2 separate regions of the Mus musculus genome follow, and region 2 is linked to region 1. The links are chromatin contacts, called in public promoter capture Hi-C maps. All regions are on one chromosome and are shown on one strand. Each heading gives the region's core, a stretch centred on a gene start, on an enhancer-like site or on the middle of the called end of the contact. The rest is flanking DNA. Distances are from core to core; before and after follow the strand shown.

Region 1 (6,656 bases), core at 2,254-4,753:
CCCTGTTGGCACTTAACCCTTGCTTTTCCCCTCCAGGAAAACTTCACTCTCCCACTTGTAGTGAGCCCCTGGGACTTGGAGTGATTCGAAGGGCCCATGGGGAATGGCATTATGTCTCTAGCCCATTTCCCCCAGAGTCACGGTCTTCATTATGAATGCACAGCCCGCTTTTCCCCTCTTTCTGTGTGTTTGTGTATGTGATTTTTACCTAATGTGTTGAGGTGGTGTGCCTGCATGTCTGTCTGTGCACCCTGTGCATGCAGTGTCCTCAGGGGTCAGAAGAAGGCGTCAGACCCTCTGGAACTGGATTTATAGATGGTTGTGAGCCACCATGTGAGTGCATGGACGCAAACCTGGGTCCTCTGCAAGGGTAGCAAATGCCCTTAGCCACTGAGATCTCCAGCCTACAATCTGTCTTTAAAAAAAAAATGCAAGTCAGGCATGGTGACACACACCTGTAATCCCAGCACTTGAGAAGTTGGGACAAGAGGAGTAAGAGGTCCAGGCCAGCCTGGTCAATAATGCTCAATAAAGCTAGTGTGGTTCGTGCCTGTAATCTTATATTAGAGGGGGAAGGGGAAACCTCAAGAGTTCAAGATCATCCTCGGCTCCATAGCAAGTTCAAGACCAACATTCTATTACAAAACACCCATCACCACCACCACCACCACAACAAACCCCAATTGAACATACCACAAACAAATTCTGCACCAGAAAGCAGTTGTCTTGGGGCAAGGAGCCAGGCTGAATAAGAAGCTAATTCACTCCATCGCAGACGCACTCTAATGGGGAGAGCTTGAGCGCAACCCATGCATGGTACTTAATTAATATACCAGTCTGGGAGACTGAAGATCCAGTTCTCAGTCCACTTCCGCCATTAACTATTGCATATCTTCAGCCGAGTTTCCTGACCTCTTTGGGTATTGTTTCCTCAAGAACAGACAGACAGACAGACAGACAGACAGACAGACAGACAGACAAGTACAGGGCATTTCCACCATGGCGCTGGAAAGGCCTCAGCAACTGATCAGCTTGACTGAAAAGAAACAACCCCCACACGGTTACCCTGGCCTTGCAGAAGCACCTGCAGCCCAGCCTGGGAAGGCACTGTCAAGAGAGTTGCTGGGGGTCTGGTGGAAGACTGGAGGGCATGGGACCACCGTGGCTTTGTTCTCTCCTCCTCGAAGAAAGACAGACTCCAGGTCGTCCTTGTGAGAACCATTGACACAGAGGGTAAGAAGGGAGAGGGAGGAGCTGCCGGACGCCTGGGTTCAGATTCTGCCCACCATAACTAGCTGGTTCTGGTACCTTGCACAAGTTTTTAAACCCGTGTTTCAGTTCCCAGGCCATCAGAGCTGCCTCCAAAACCAGCCCACCAGTCTAGATAGGTATCAACCAGGCAATGGTAGGAAGGAAGCCTTCAGAGAGAAAATCTTCTATTCCCTTCAAAGGTCTGTACACTTAGCAAGCTGGATGACATTTGGCTGTGAGACTGGTGTGGCACCACCTCGTACAGAATCCACCCAGGGTTTCAAAGTCACACTTTGCAGGACCAGAAAAGGTGTGGAGGTAGCAGGTACTCTCCTAAAATGAGAGATGCCTCTCCTCGGGTGACACCCTTCCCTCTTGGGAGTTCAGATCCATAGACTGGAAGAGGGAGTGGCTTCCTGTTAGTTCTAAACCATCAGGGGCCTATCACCGCTAGCACTAACCCCCACCCTATTAGCTCCCTTCCCAGAGAGGAGGAAGGGATCAGAACAGCCTAACAATGAATCACTAGCACCTCTCGCAATGACCCCTCCAAGAAAGGGTGGAGGAGCCCGTCAGACAACTGCCTACACAAACGGTGATTTTGAACAGCCGCAAACAAACCAGTTTAGTTCCAATTCCCATTTTGCACAAGACTGCTTTTCACAAAAACAACCTCCTACAAACACTTGTGGATTGACATCAGTTAACCTCAAGCACTGGGCCTAAAAGGGAGCCAGTTCCCCCCCCCCCCCACCCGCACCCCCTGGGAGACAGGAGCGCTTTAGTTGCCAGGTCTTTCCTGAGGTTTTCGCCCACAGATCTTGCAGAACTGTTTAGAAACAAAAAGTTCAGCTGCAGGGGAGCACCGGCAACCAAAGGGAACTTACTACGTGTCATGTTTATGTCAATTATGGATTTCACACGTCCCATTAGGGAGTATTCTCAGGCAAGGGTGGGATGGTAGATCACAGAGAGACCACCTGCACTGAACACCGAGCCTACTTAGTCCAGGAGCACAACAACACATCCACAAACGTTTAAACTCAGGGCAAGGATCGTGTCTCGGCTTAGGTGCGTGGTTCTTCAGAGAGATGCACATCTTCTCAGGGGCTGAGGCCTCCTTCATATTCTCTACTCCGGTACAGGTTCCCCATCAAGGCATCTTAATGCATTCGGGGTACGATTAAAGGCCACGTCCAGACAGCACCATTCCCTCTAGCTTCCCCATTACCAAAATACCCTCCACAGCCATCAAACACAAGGAAGGGTGGTCTCTGCACGCAATGGATTTCATACACTTTCCCTAAAAGCAAATCCCCAGAACTCACCCTCTTCATTCAAAAGGAGGCGGGGCACATTTGTCCCGCAACCTGTAACTACCTAGAGTAGGGAGAAAAGAGAGCCCGGGTGTGACCCTGCCTAGTCATCGGGACCCTAGAGCTCGGGGCCAGTTCTTTCTGCCCTGGAGGGCGTAGACGTGCTTCTCGCTTGCGTTTTTTTAGGTTACCTGGCTCCCGCATCCGCCTGCATCTGGCACCTGCGCCGTCGGTTCGGCCGCCTTCTCCTCCTCTTCCTCAGCGGCCAGAGGGCTGCTATGAGCCGCTCGGGGGTCCCCGCCGCCCGCGGATGCTGACTGGCCGCCGTCTCCCACGGCCGACGAGGCGGCGGTGCCGAGCAGCCCGTGGGCCCCGTCTGCGTTCCCAGTCGCCACGCTGTGCACTAGCCACGCGTCCACGCGGGTGCGGGGAATGAAGGGGACCCCGAGCGCGCGCACTTCGTGCAGCAGCCGGCCTTTGGCAGGTAGCAGGGGGGTGCGTTCCCAGCCTTCCGAAGCCGAGAAGGGGTTAGAAGCCGAGGCGGGGCGGGTGGGGCAGAGTGGGAGCAGCTCTTCCCAAAGTGCGGCGGCCGGCGGCGGCAGGAAGAGGTCCAGGTCCACACGGAGCCCTACCAAGCTCAACAGAATCGTGAGTTGCAGGAGGCCGCCGCCCGCCCACCAAGGCTTCGGGAGCTTCATCTCCCACGGTGCGCCGGGGATGCCTGTGTCCACCCGGCTTGGCACTACAGCCGCCCCTGTGGCACCAGCCGAAAAGACAATGGACCAGGGCGTACAAGGGGCCGTTGCAGCCTCACCCCAGCCAGGCACAAAGGCGCTCCCTCGGCTGCCCACACAGTGCCTGGCGCGGCCGGGGACCCAGAGAGGCGGAGGAGACACCTGCAACACCCAGCTCTCAGAACCCGCCCCATTGCCTGGCAACGCCCACAGTTAAGTCCCGCCCCCTTCAAACTTCGCCCCGCCCCGAGCCGCAGGCACAGCCCCTGGGACACACTCATATCTGTTCTGGGCTCCAGGCCTCTTTATAGGAGGAGTTTCAAAGCATTTTGGAATGGAAGCAGATTTAAAGCTCCCAGATGCCCCTGGCAGCCCTGTGGTAGTGACCTGGACCACTCTAGCTGAAAAAACCTATGGGTGGGAGTGGAGGAAAGTTGGAGAAGTTGGGAGGAGACAAGGATGTTTAAACTAGGGAGAAAGTAGCCAGTTTTGAGCACTAAGCACAAGTGGTCACAGGTGGGCAACTACTGGCCAGCACGGAGGGTAAGAGGAGTAGACCCTAAATTCAGATTGCACCCCCATCACCAGACAGCGAGGGTTTCTTAATAATCAGTGTTTCTGTTTCCTTGTCGGCAAAACAAGGAGAATAGTACCCCAAATAGGGATTCAGGGAGATCAGATGAAATCTACGAAAGTCAGGAATCGATACAGATTCCAAGCCTCCTTTTCAGTGAAAGAATATTATATAGACACATGCACATATCTACACCTTTACAGAGTCTTCACTATTCCCTAGACATACTTTGCAAATTGTTAGTCTTCTCTCATGGCATTTTTGCTTCATACCTGAGGGCTGAGAATACCAGCTCTACAGGACTTGTGTGTGTTCAAATCCACCAGCCCCAACACTGCTTTCTAGGTTGAACTTAGGCAAAATTTCACTTTATGTGTCTTTCCGGAGATTCGGGCAAACCATCAAGCACAGGCAGGAAGTACTCTATTATCTGTGGGTTGTTGCCCCCTCATCTTCTAAGGGGTAGCCCCCTAAAGCTCCATCCTCTGAATATTCAGCATATGGGATTAATCTCTCTCCCATCTGTTCTCCCACAGAGCTTTCCCCAGCTGCCAGCATTGCAGCACTTGGCCTATTCTACTTTGTGGTTTACAGAGGCCGAGGGTTAGTATGACTTGACTCTTGTAAACTCTTGAGGGCCAGGAACCTGTTTGGCTCACCTTTGTACCTACACAGTACCCAACATGGGCTTTGCAAGTGGAGATTTTACCAAGCCCTCCTGGTTCCCCCTGGGGAACCTAGCCCCACTTAGGGTTTGTCAACTTAGAAAATTTGTAAGATGCTCTCCCTTCTTCCTCCTTTCCTCTCCCTCCCTCCCTCCTTCCCTCTCTCCTCCTTCCCTTCCTTCTCTCCCTTCCTCCCTTTCTCCTTTCTTCCTTCTCTCCTTTCCTCTCTCTCTCTTTCCCTCCCTCCCTCTCTTTCTTCCTGGAGGTCTCTCCCTCCCTTTTCCCCTCCCTCTTTCCATTCCTCTCTCTTCTTCCCTCCTTCTCTCCTTTCCTCCCTCCCTCTTTCCCTTCCTCCTTTTCTCTCTCCCCAGGGGCTATCTAGTATGACAAATCTTGTCCAGCAAAAGTAGAAGCAAAGATTTTTGTTTTTAGGAGTTGCTAGGGATAGACTGCCCAGAGCTACAGACATATCCAGTCCTTGGTTTTCTGAGACAATGTCTCAATGTGTATTCCTGGCTGGACTCATATGTTCCAACCCCCTGCCTCCCTAGTATGAGAATGACAAGAAGTGTACTGCCATGCCAGGCAGAAGGTGTTTCTGCTTTAAGTCTTGAGTGATTGGGAATGAGGGTGCGTTTATGGGGATGGGGGTGATACTGGGATGATCTTGGCTCAGTAAATGTCTGCCACATTCAGCTTTTTATAGACTGATTTTCTCCCTCGTGTGCTGTTGGAGATTGCGAAGAATATGAGATGGGACGCCTGAGCTCAGTAGCTTGGAGCTCGTTAGGGGCGTAAGATGCTCTCCCTTCTTCCTCCTTTCCTCTCCCTCCCTCCCTCCTTCCCTCTCTCCTCCTTCCCCTCCTTCTCTCCCTTCCTCCCTTTATATAAATCTGTGAAATTCTTAGAAACAAGGATGGCACTTGAGTTCTAAAACACTGTGATGTAAGTGACTTATGGGTTTCTCTAGTACATGCTGTGAACCAAATAAGAATATAGATGAGCCATCAGTCATGGTAGCAACTTTCAGAACCTTATACATAGTTGGTGCCCCCAAAATGTTTCATTTCCCCCATGGTTGGGATGTAGCTCAGTTGGTAGAGTGCCTGACAAGCATGCACAAACCCGGGTTTGACAGATGGCAAGGGTTGGTTTCCTCCTTACCGTAATAGCTCCCAGGGATTGAACTCAGGCTAGCAGCTTTGGTGGCAAGTGTCTTTCCCCAGTGAGCCATATTCACAGCCCAAGTCCTGGAGTTCCTTCCCAGCAGCACATAAACTGGACAGATGTATGTGGTGGTTGCTGTCCACCTACAACCCCGGGAGCTCGGATGAAAAAGCAGAAGGATCAGGCAAGAGTTCAAACACAGACAGGGTTACGTAAGCCTTTGTCTAAGAAAGACTAAATTAATTAATTAATTAATTAATTAATTAATTAATTAGTTAAAAGGGTAGATACCACCAGGCAGTGGTGGCACACACCTTTAGTCCCAGCACTCAGGAAGCAGAGGCAGACAGATTGATTTTTGAGGCCAGTCTGGTCTACAGAGTAAGTTCCAGGACAGGCAAGGTTATACAAAGAAACCCTGTCTCAAGCTCCCTCCCTTGGAGGGGTGGGGTTGGGGGAAGGGTAGCTGGCCTGGAACTCAGTATGTAGGCTAGGCTAGCCTGGAATTTAGTGAGATGCAGATCCATCTACCTCTGCCGCTGGGCAGGGCTGCGATTAAAGTGTGTGCTACTACATTTGGCAAGCAGGGCATTTTTTTTTTTTTTTTTTTTTTGGTGTTTTTGAGACAGGGTTTCTCTGTGTAGTCCTGGCTGTCCTGGAACTCACTTTGTAGACCAGGCTGGCCTCGAACTCAGAAATCCGCCTGCCTCTGCCTCCCAAGTGCTGGGATTAAAGGCGTGGGCCACCACGCCCGGCTAAGCAGGGCATTTTTAAAAGTCACTTGTATTTATAAAATCCTTAAATCAATGTGTGGCTCCCTCTTTCTCCCTGGAGGCTGGTGGCCAACAGCCTGAGGGGAGAGAGGAAGCAGAAGCAGAGAACAGGGTTCGGAGTGGGGAGGGCCCTGAGTACGGACTGAATGACCTCCAGGAGACCCGAGACCACATCA
Region 2 (6,656 bases), core at 3,093-5,592, 790 kb before region 1:
GGGAAGTCCAGCGGAGGAGCAAATAGACTCGGATCTATTTGCCAGGCGACCAGAGAAGCATCAGAAAGCTAGGCCTCGCTGGCCAGCAGCAGTGGAAAGTCCACCCTTTCATTTTGGCTGCCTCCAAAAATATTCCCCAACCCTGGACTCACAAAAAAAAAAAAAAAAAAAAAAAAAAAAAAGGACTGAAGAAGCCTTTGGAAGTAGGGTGGTCGAGTTGAGGGCTGGAAGTCAAGGAGCTGTGTAAGAAAACTCTGAGGAGGCAGGCAGGAGCCACATGTCGGCAATGAGGCTGCTCCTTCAAATAGTCAGGGGTTTTCAGAGAGTGGAAAAGCCATACCCTTGTGCCCCATTGAGTCCTGCCAACCTGGCCGGAGGCGGGTTGGGGGTAGGGGCTCAGCATCCTACACTGCTAAGCCACCTTCGGAGTCCCCACAGAAGCAGGCCTTAGCAACCGACAAGCCCCGAAGCGCCATAAAAGAAAATGAGGGCTGTTACCCTTTATGGGGTGTAAAGGGCTGCGTAGGGGGAACGACTGCCTTCGGAGGCCCAAGCGCCTTCCAGATGTAGCCAGAGGATTCTGCCTCGCCTCACACCCCCCAATTCTTTTCCTTCGCACCCCCATCTCTCTGCAATGTTGACTGTCTTCTAAGCCGGGAAAGGGGGACCAGGGTGAGGGTGGATGGGGCTTCTCCTTAACCCCCACCCCCAACGAGCCGCCAGGTTGGCACGCCCTCTGTTGTTGCAGACAGAAAGGACTTCAAAGCTTATGCAGTAAGGGTGTGCCATAAAGGAAGGTCTGCGAACTGTCTGGAATTCGGCTCTTAATGAGTTTACAACTGTCCAGCTCCAATTAGGGTATCCCACCAAAACCCTTTCATTTGTTTGCTCTGTCTGCCTCCGATAAAGAGACTGCGGAAACAGCCCTCTTTTATGGGTATTGCCCCCTCGGCAGCGTAGGTTCCTGGCTCCCCAAGGATTCCCCAGGGACAGGGCCCTCGCTCCGCCCATGGGAGTGGAACGCTGGTGGGGTCACAGGCGTTGCCGAAGTTCACGCGGGCCAGAGCAGCTGCGGCTGCAGTGCCAAGAAAATTCCAGGAGATGGCAGTGTGGCTCCACGCAAGAGGCTTTCTCGCCGCCATCTCCGGCCGCCGAGACCTAGGAAGCTCCTAAAATGTCGACTTGAAGCGAGCCTTTCTGGAATGGGATTTGTGTGAGCAGCAGTCGTATATTTTCCCTGCTGCTCATGCCAGCCTGAAAGCCTCCAAGGGACACAGCATGCGCCGGGGCTTGCCTGACCTTCGGCGCTCGCTCCTCCCCGGCCCCATTCCGAGACCGCTGTGTTGCGTGGCAGCAGCGACGCCGAAGGTGCGGGGCTGTGGCTGAGAACGCCAGTTCCATTTCAGGGTCACAGTCCTCATCCCAGCAGAGATCTAGGGACAGCGAGGCGCACGGGGAACGGGTCGTTCACGATCGAAGAACAAGGGAATGAACACCTACGGCCCCAGGACCAGATGAACCCACAGAGAGCGCATCCTGTGGCCACGGGTTCCGCCGACCCGTGAGGTCCCCAAACCTGGTTCAGGGTGGGGGGGTACCAGGCCTAGCTAGCCACCACCAGTATGGGGAGAGAGAGAGAGAGAGAGAGAGAGAGAGAGAGAGAGAGAGAGAGAGAGAGAGATCGGGGACTTGGTCGGTTTGAATACCTGACCTTAAAATTAGGCGGCTGAAAATTGGTTATAAAGTCATACTTGGTGGCTGTCTTGTGTAGATCTTCGGGGAACTTGGCCACGCTGGGGTAACTTGGGGCATAGTCTAGGAACTGTTAGGTTGTTCGAAAATAAATGATCTATACGTTTAAATAAGTACATTAACACTCTAGCTTCAAAACGCATTCATATGGTTGAAGTCGTTCTTGCTTCTCAGGCCGTGGTATTTCTTTGGCATTGAAAGGCCAAGGCTACTCTGGTGTCGCCGGTTGAGGAGGCTAGAAGAAAGAAAAAAAAATCCCCATTCATTCTCAGGCTACTTTTAATGCTAGATGTCCCCAGCTTCAGAGCAAGGCGGCTAGTGTGTGGGATCAGACTCTGGGGTAGGATGGTTTCGGAAAGAAAACACAAGAGCAAAAAGAAAACTAACCCTTCGAAGCGCCGTGAATATAGACCGTACAGTGCATTTATTTGGGTCGTAATAGTCTCGGCCAAGCCCACAAAATGTTTATGACTCGCATCTCCGTGCTGAATGCGCTGTAAAACCAGGGACTCGATCCTGGCTGACGTATCTCCTGGGTCTCCCTCTCTTTCTCTCTCTTACTCCCTTAAAAAAAAATCTTCCTGCACACACGTAGGTACTACAGGCATATATCCTCGTTATATTTCCGTATGTAATTCATGCTACTTCACAGCATCTGATTGTAGGAAGGGTTTTATAGCTTCTTGGAGAGAGCACCAAGAGATACCTATCCTAATCCTGAGAAATCTATATTTATGTTACTGCTGAGCAGTGGGCACAAATAGAATGCTCCAGTTTTCTAACAATGGAAGTCACTGGTTGGCAGCAGCCGCTTCCCTCCACGGATCACAGAGGCCCTAGGTAGGTGCAGGCCTCCAGGAGCTCAGAGGCCTGGTGAAATGACTAGGCCAGCAGCCTCCCTTGCCCTTGGCCGACTGGCGGCGGGGCAGGCTGCTCTCTGGTCTTCGCTGCTGAGAGGTTTTTCACAGCCTGTCGCTGTCTTCGTCCGGACAAGACCCGGCAAGGAACTGGGCTTATTTATTCGCTTCGGGTAGGAATTGGTGGCCGCGTCCAAGTCAGGCGCCTTTCACTAAGTCGGGGGACATAGTCTCCAAGCCCAATAGCTGAAGCCCACCATCTTCTCAGGGGAGGAGACTAGAAAGGTTCAAAGTCCCCCAAACTCAGCACCACTGGACTCTCTAGAAGGCGCCGTTTTGCTGCAAAGGTCTGCGTTTACATTCTAAACCTAGATTTAAACATTGAGGACTATCTGGCCACAGGAAACGGAGGAAACAAACTCTGGCAGTAGGTTTGAAAGCTAGTTCTGGGACAGCGTTGGGAAATATTTAGATAGCAGATTAAAAACTGGGTCTGGGCTCAATAGTGTGTGAATATTTTCACACATAACAGATACATTTCCATTAAATAAGTAGGGAGCCAACAGTCAGAAAACATATAATTAAATAGGCCTTGCTGAGAGTCTGATTTTGTTCAAAGTCTGCCAAGGGAAAAGAGACACAGAAACGAAGTGAGGGTTTTTGGTGAGTCTTGAATCCCACTCAGAGGGAAGACTTGTGCCCAGAAGTGCCAAGACCTTGAAAACAGCAGAATTTGGGACCTATTTGGCCTTGGCAAACTAGCACAGAGTCTCTTGTGGGAACCACTTAGTCCTTTCAGGCCAAATTCAGATGACCTTCCTAGGTGTGTTAGTGTCGTGTTTTTCCTGTTCAACCCAACTCCGAACTCTGGTTGTCAGGTCTCCTTCTAAAGAGAAGTTCCACTTTAGACACGTGCCTTTGGACTGCTCCAGTCTCCTGAGTCTAGACAGACCGCCTGGGCCTGCCTGGCCTTTCACTGTGCGCCCTTCTGTGTCACCCCAGGAACAATTTATTGGTCTAAAGCAGTCTAATTTCGCCTCTTTGATCTCCTAGCCTTCTTTTGGTTTGCTTCATCTTCTTTTAGCTATTTTAGAATTTTATTTCTCTCTTAGAAGACACTGTTATTTCGATTTCTACCCCCTCCCTGTTTCACCTCTTCTGTTTCCCATCCTGGTCCACCATAAAGTGGATCCCGGATATTGCCGCCTTAGGGTCCTTATGCTCCAGGGGAGATAGCCCAGCTCCCACCTGCCCTCCTCCCCACCAAAACCTGAGCCCTTTACTAGGTAGGAGCTGGGGTTCGTTCCAGCGGGATTTGAACATCCCTCTGTCTTTTGTGCTTCCAAGACCCCCCTGAGAGGATGCGGTAAACGGGGGTGGGGTAGGTGGAGGCAGCCTGGACCCACTGAAAGTGATAAGAAAGTGCTTTGTACACCAGGAACCAAACTCTATAATTTAGAGGAGAATTTCCGGGGCAATTCCATTGTGAAGTCGGGTTTATGATGTGCAATCGAGCTGAGCAGTAAAAGGTCGCCAGTCTTCCAGCATGGCCTGAGCAGTTTATGAGGCGTTTAGGGGAAGGGTTCACCCAAATATCCTCCAGAGAGCGTTGGGCAGCAGAGCCTTCACCCGACCTATCATTGCAGGGGGAGGGGGTCTGAAGCCCAGCAAGGTAAGCCCCCAGGGTGGGCTACTATTTGGGAGAGAACGAGGCTGTGCTTAGCAAGCACACAGTGCTTAGAAAGGTGAAGCCGCGGGATCTGGGTGGCCCCTAGAAAGGGCTCCCTTATTCGCTTTTATTGTCTCCTAAAGAACTGGGGTTCCACAATGAGCTACAGCACCCAGGTCCTGAGATTACCTCTCCTGTCTCTAATCCAGCTCTAAAACTGTTACCGGCCCACAGGGTGGAAGGCTTGCTTGCCTGAGAGCCGCCAGGAGTGTATGACGGATGTGTTTTAAAATTTGTGGAGCCGAGTTTCTCCCAAACTGAATGAGGATACCCCAGTTTTTTGTCATCTAGGGGGTAACTAGGGGTTGTGGCAAGGACAAAGCGGGTGTTGAGCTATCTCTGGAGTTGCTGCCAGCCAGCCAGGTGCCCAGGAGCAAATGCAGAGAAACTGCCAGGGCCGCAGTGTCCGGGAGGAGAAAAGGAATCCCATGTTAGTATATCTGTTGGCAAATGAGGCTCATTAATAGATAAATATTTCACTGCTTCCTTTAGGGCAGATAAACAGTGCGCCGCCGATTAAAGAAAGGAAGCTGAGAGACGTTGACTTTATTCGAACCACATGGTTCCAGTTTGTGGCAGCGGTCTCTCCGCTCGGCTAGAGGAGACACCGCGCCTGCGGTGTTGGCGCTGGAGCATCAAATCAGGTCTTAAAGGTTTCCCTGCTTATAGAGAGAGGTGGGCAAAGAGTGGATTTCCCTCTCTAGACCATCTTTGGGCGGACAGGTTACAGAGACCCTGGGTCTTGGACCCTCAGAGAGGGCCCGAACAGGGGGAATCCACACAGTGGATCTGGGGTTCAGGAATAGGTATGAGGTTGTCGGGGGAGGGGGCGAGATCCCTGCCTCCAGGCTTCGGCGGCTGGGACGGGGCTCTGGCGGAGCCTAGGGGTCTGATTGCGTCGGGCGCCCTGGCAGCCCGGTGCAGGCAGGCCGCGTCTGTGAGCCTCTTCCCCTTCCATTCTAGGAGGCAGGCGGCCCGTGGCGCGGGACCACCTGTGAGGGCTGCTGAGATTGGCGGAGGCGGTCATGTGGGCGGTCACGTGCCGCGGCGAGCTCCGTCCAAAAGAAAATGGGGTTTGGTGTAAATCTGGGGGTGTAATGTTATCATATATCACGCTACCTCGTAAAACCGACACTGAAAGCTGCCGGACAACAAATCACAGGTCAAAATTATGAGTTCTTCGTATTATGTGAACGCGCTTTTTAGCAAATATACGGCGGGGGCTTCTCTCTTCCAAAATGCCGAGCCGACTTCTTGCTCCTTTGCACCCAACTCGCAGAGAAGCGGCTACGGGCCGGGCGCCGGCGCCTTCGCCTCCACTGTGCCGGGCTTATACAATGTCAACAGCCCCCTCTATCAGAGCCCCTTCGCGTCCGGCTATGGCCTGGGAGCCGACGCCTACAACCTGCCCTGCGCCTCCTACGACCAAAACATCCCCGGGCTCTGCAGTGACCTCGCCAAAGGCGCCTGCGACAAGGCGGACGAGGGCGTGCTTCACGGCCCGGCCGAAGCCAGTTTCCGCATCTACCCCTGGATGCGCAGTTCAGGTAGGCTCAGTGGTCGGCGGGGTCGGCGAGCGGGAGGAGCGGAGGGGCGGGAGCAGGGCGCGGGGGGCTGAGAGAGCCCAGCCCGGCGGCTTCCAGCCGGCGGCCCCGCAAGTCCCCGTGGCGCTGCCTTTCTGGTTTTAATTAGAGCTGAGGCGCCATAGCGTGGAGAGACCCGTAGCATTGTATGTAAATGAGGCTCATAAAACTTTTTATGGCCCAATTAATGGGTTCGATCCTCGTAAATTTATTTAACTCCATTTGCCTTGGAATTTTTACAATAAGTTTCTCCGCTATTCTCATTCTCATATTCTCTCTCTTTCTCCCCCCCCTCTCCCCCTTCTTCCCTTCCCTCTCTTTTTCTCTCCCTCAGTCTTTCTTTCTATCCCCCTCTTTTCTGTCCTCTATCTCTTTCTTGACTCCAGCTCTCTCTCCCCTCCTTCCCTTCTTTCGGCCTGGCTTTCTTTCTCAAAGGCAAGGAGAATTGAGACCTCCGGGATCCCTCACTCATCACTGTACCAGAGGCCATTTCCAGAACGGGGCTGAAGCCAATGGGACAGAGGGTGGGAAAGTCACAGGAAGGTCTTGTGGATGGGGCTGCTGATGAGGGTCGCCCACTAGCAAGGCTGGGGAGCAGCCAGGCTCGCCTTTGAATGGCAAAAGCGCAGAGTCCCCCACTTGCCACACTCTATATTGACAATTTCCCTTTGTCAGGGGGAAGCAGGACATTGTGGAAACGTAGCCGGCTGGAAAGGCCAGTTGTAAAGTTGGAAT

Evidence for each region. Capture Hi-C pulls out chosen DNA fragments and counts their contacts.
Region 2: a promoter capture Hi-C map of adipose tissue shows a contact between it and region 1, with 6 times the contacts expected there. The contact joins the promoter of Hoxa7 here to the promoter of Nfe2l3 in region 1. A contact is called at or near these places in 10 of 39 promoter capture datasets (the 3T3-L1 cell line, HPC-7-derived erythroid cells, embryonic stem cells and 4 more), 1 of 15 datasets of contacts at CTCF or cohesin (embryonic stem cells), 4 of 484 Hi-C or Micro-C datasets (cerebral cortex and embryonic stem cells), 5 of 115 datasets of contacts at active chromatin or transcription factors (acute myeloid leukemia, bone marrow-derived macrophages, embryonic stem cells and 2 more) and 4 of 9 other capture datasets (adipose tissue, embryonic stem cells, liver and 1 more).

Annotation. Positions count from the first base shown.
Region 1 is chr6:51,429,516-51,436,171 of GRCm38.p6, reverse strand. It overlaps Nfe2l3 (nuclear factor, erythroid derived 2, like 3), which reads right to left and starts at 3,503. Exons shown (of 4, transcript NM_010903.2): 1 at 2,759-3,503. The coding sequence starts at 3,265.
Region 2 is chr6:52,216,259-52,222,914 of GRCm38.p6, reverse strand. It overlaps Hoxa7 (homeobox A7), which reads left to right and starts at 4,342. Exons shown (of 2, transcript NM_010455.2): 1 at 4,342-5,885. The coding sequence starts at 5,510.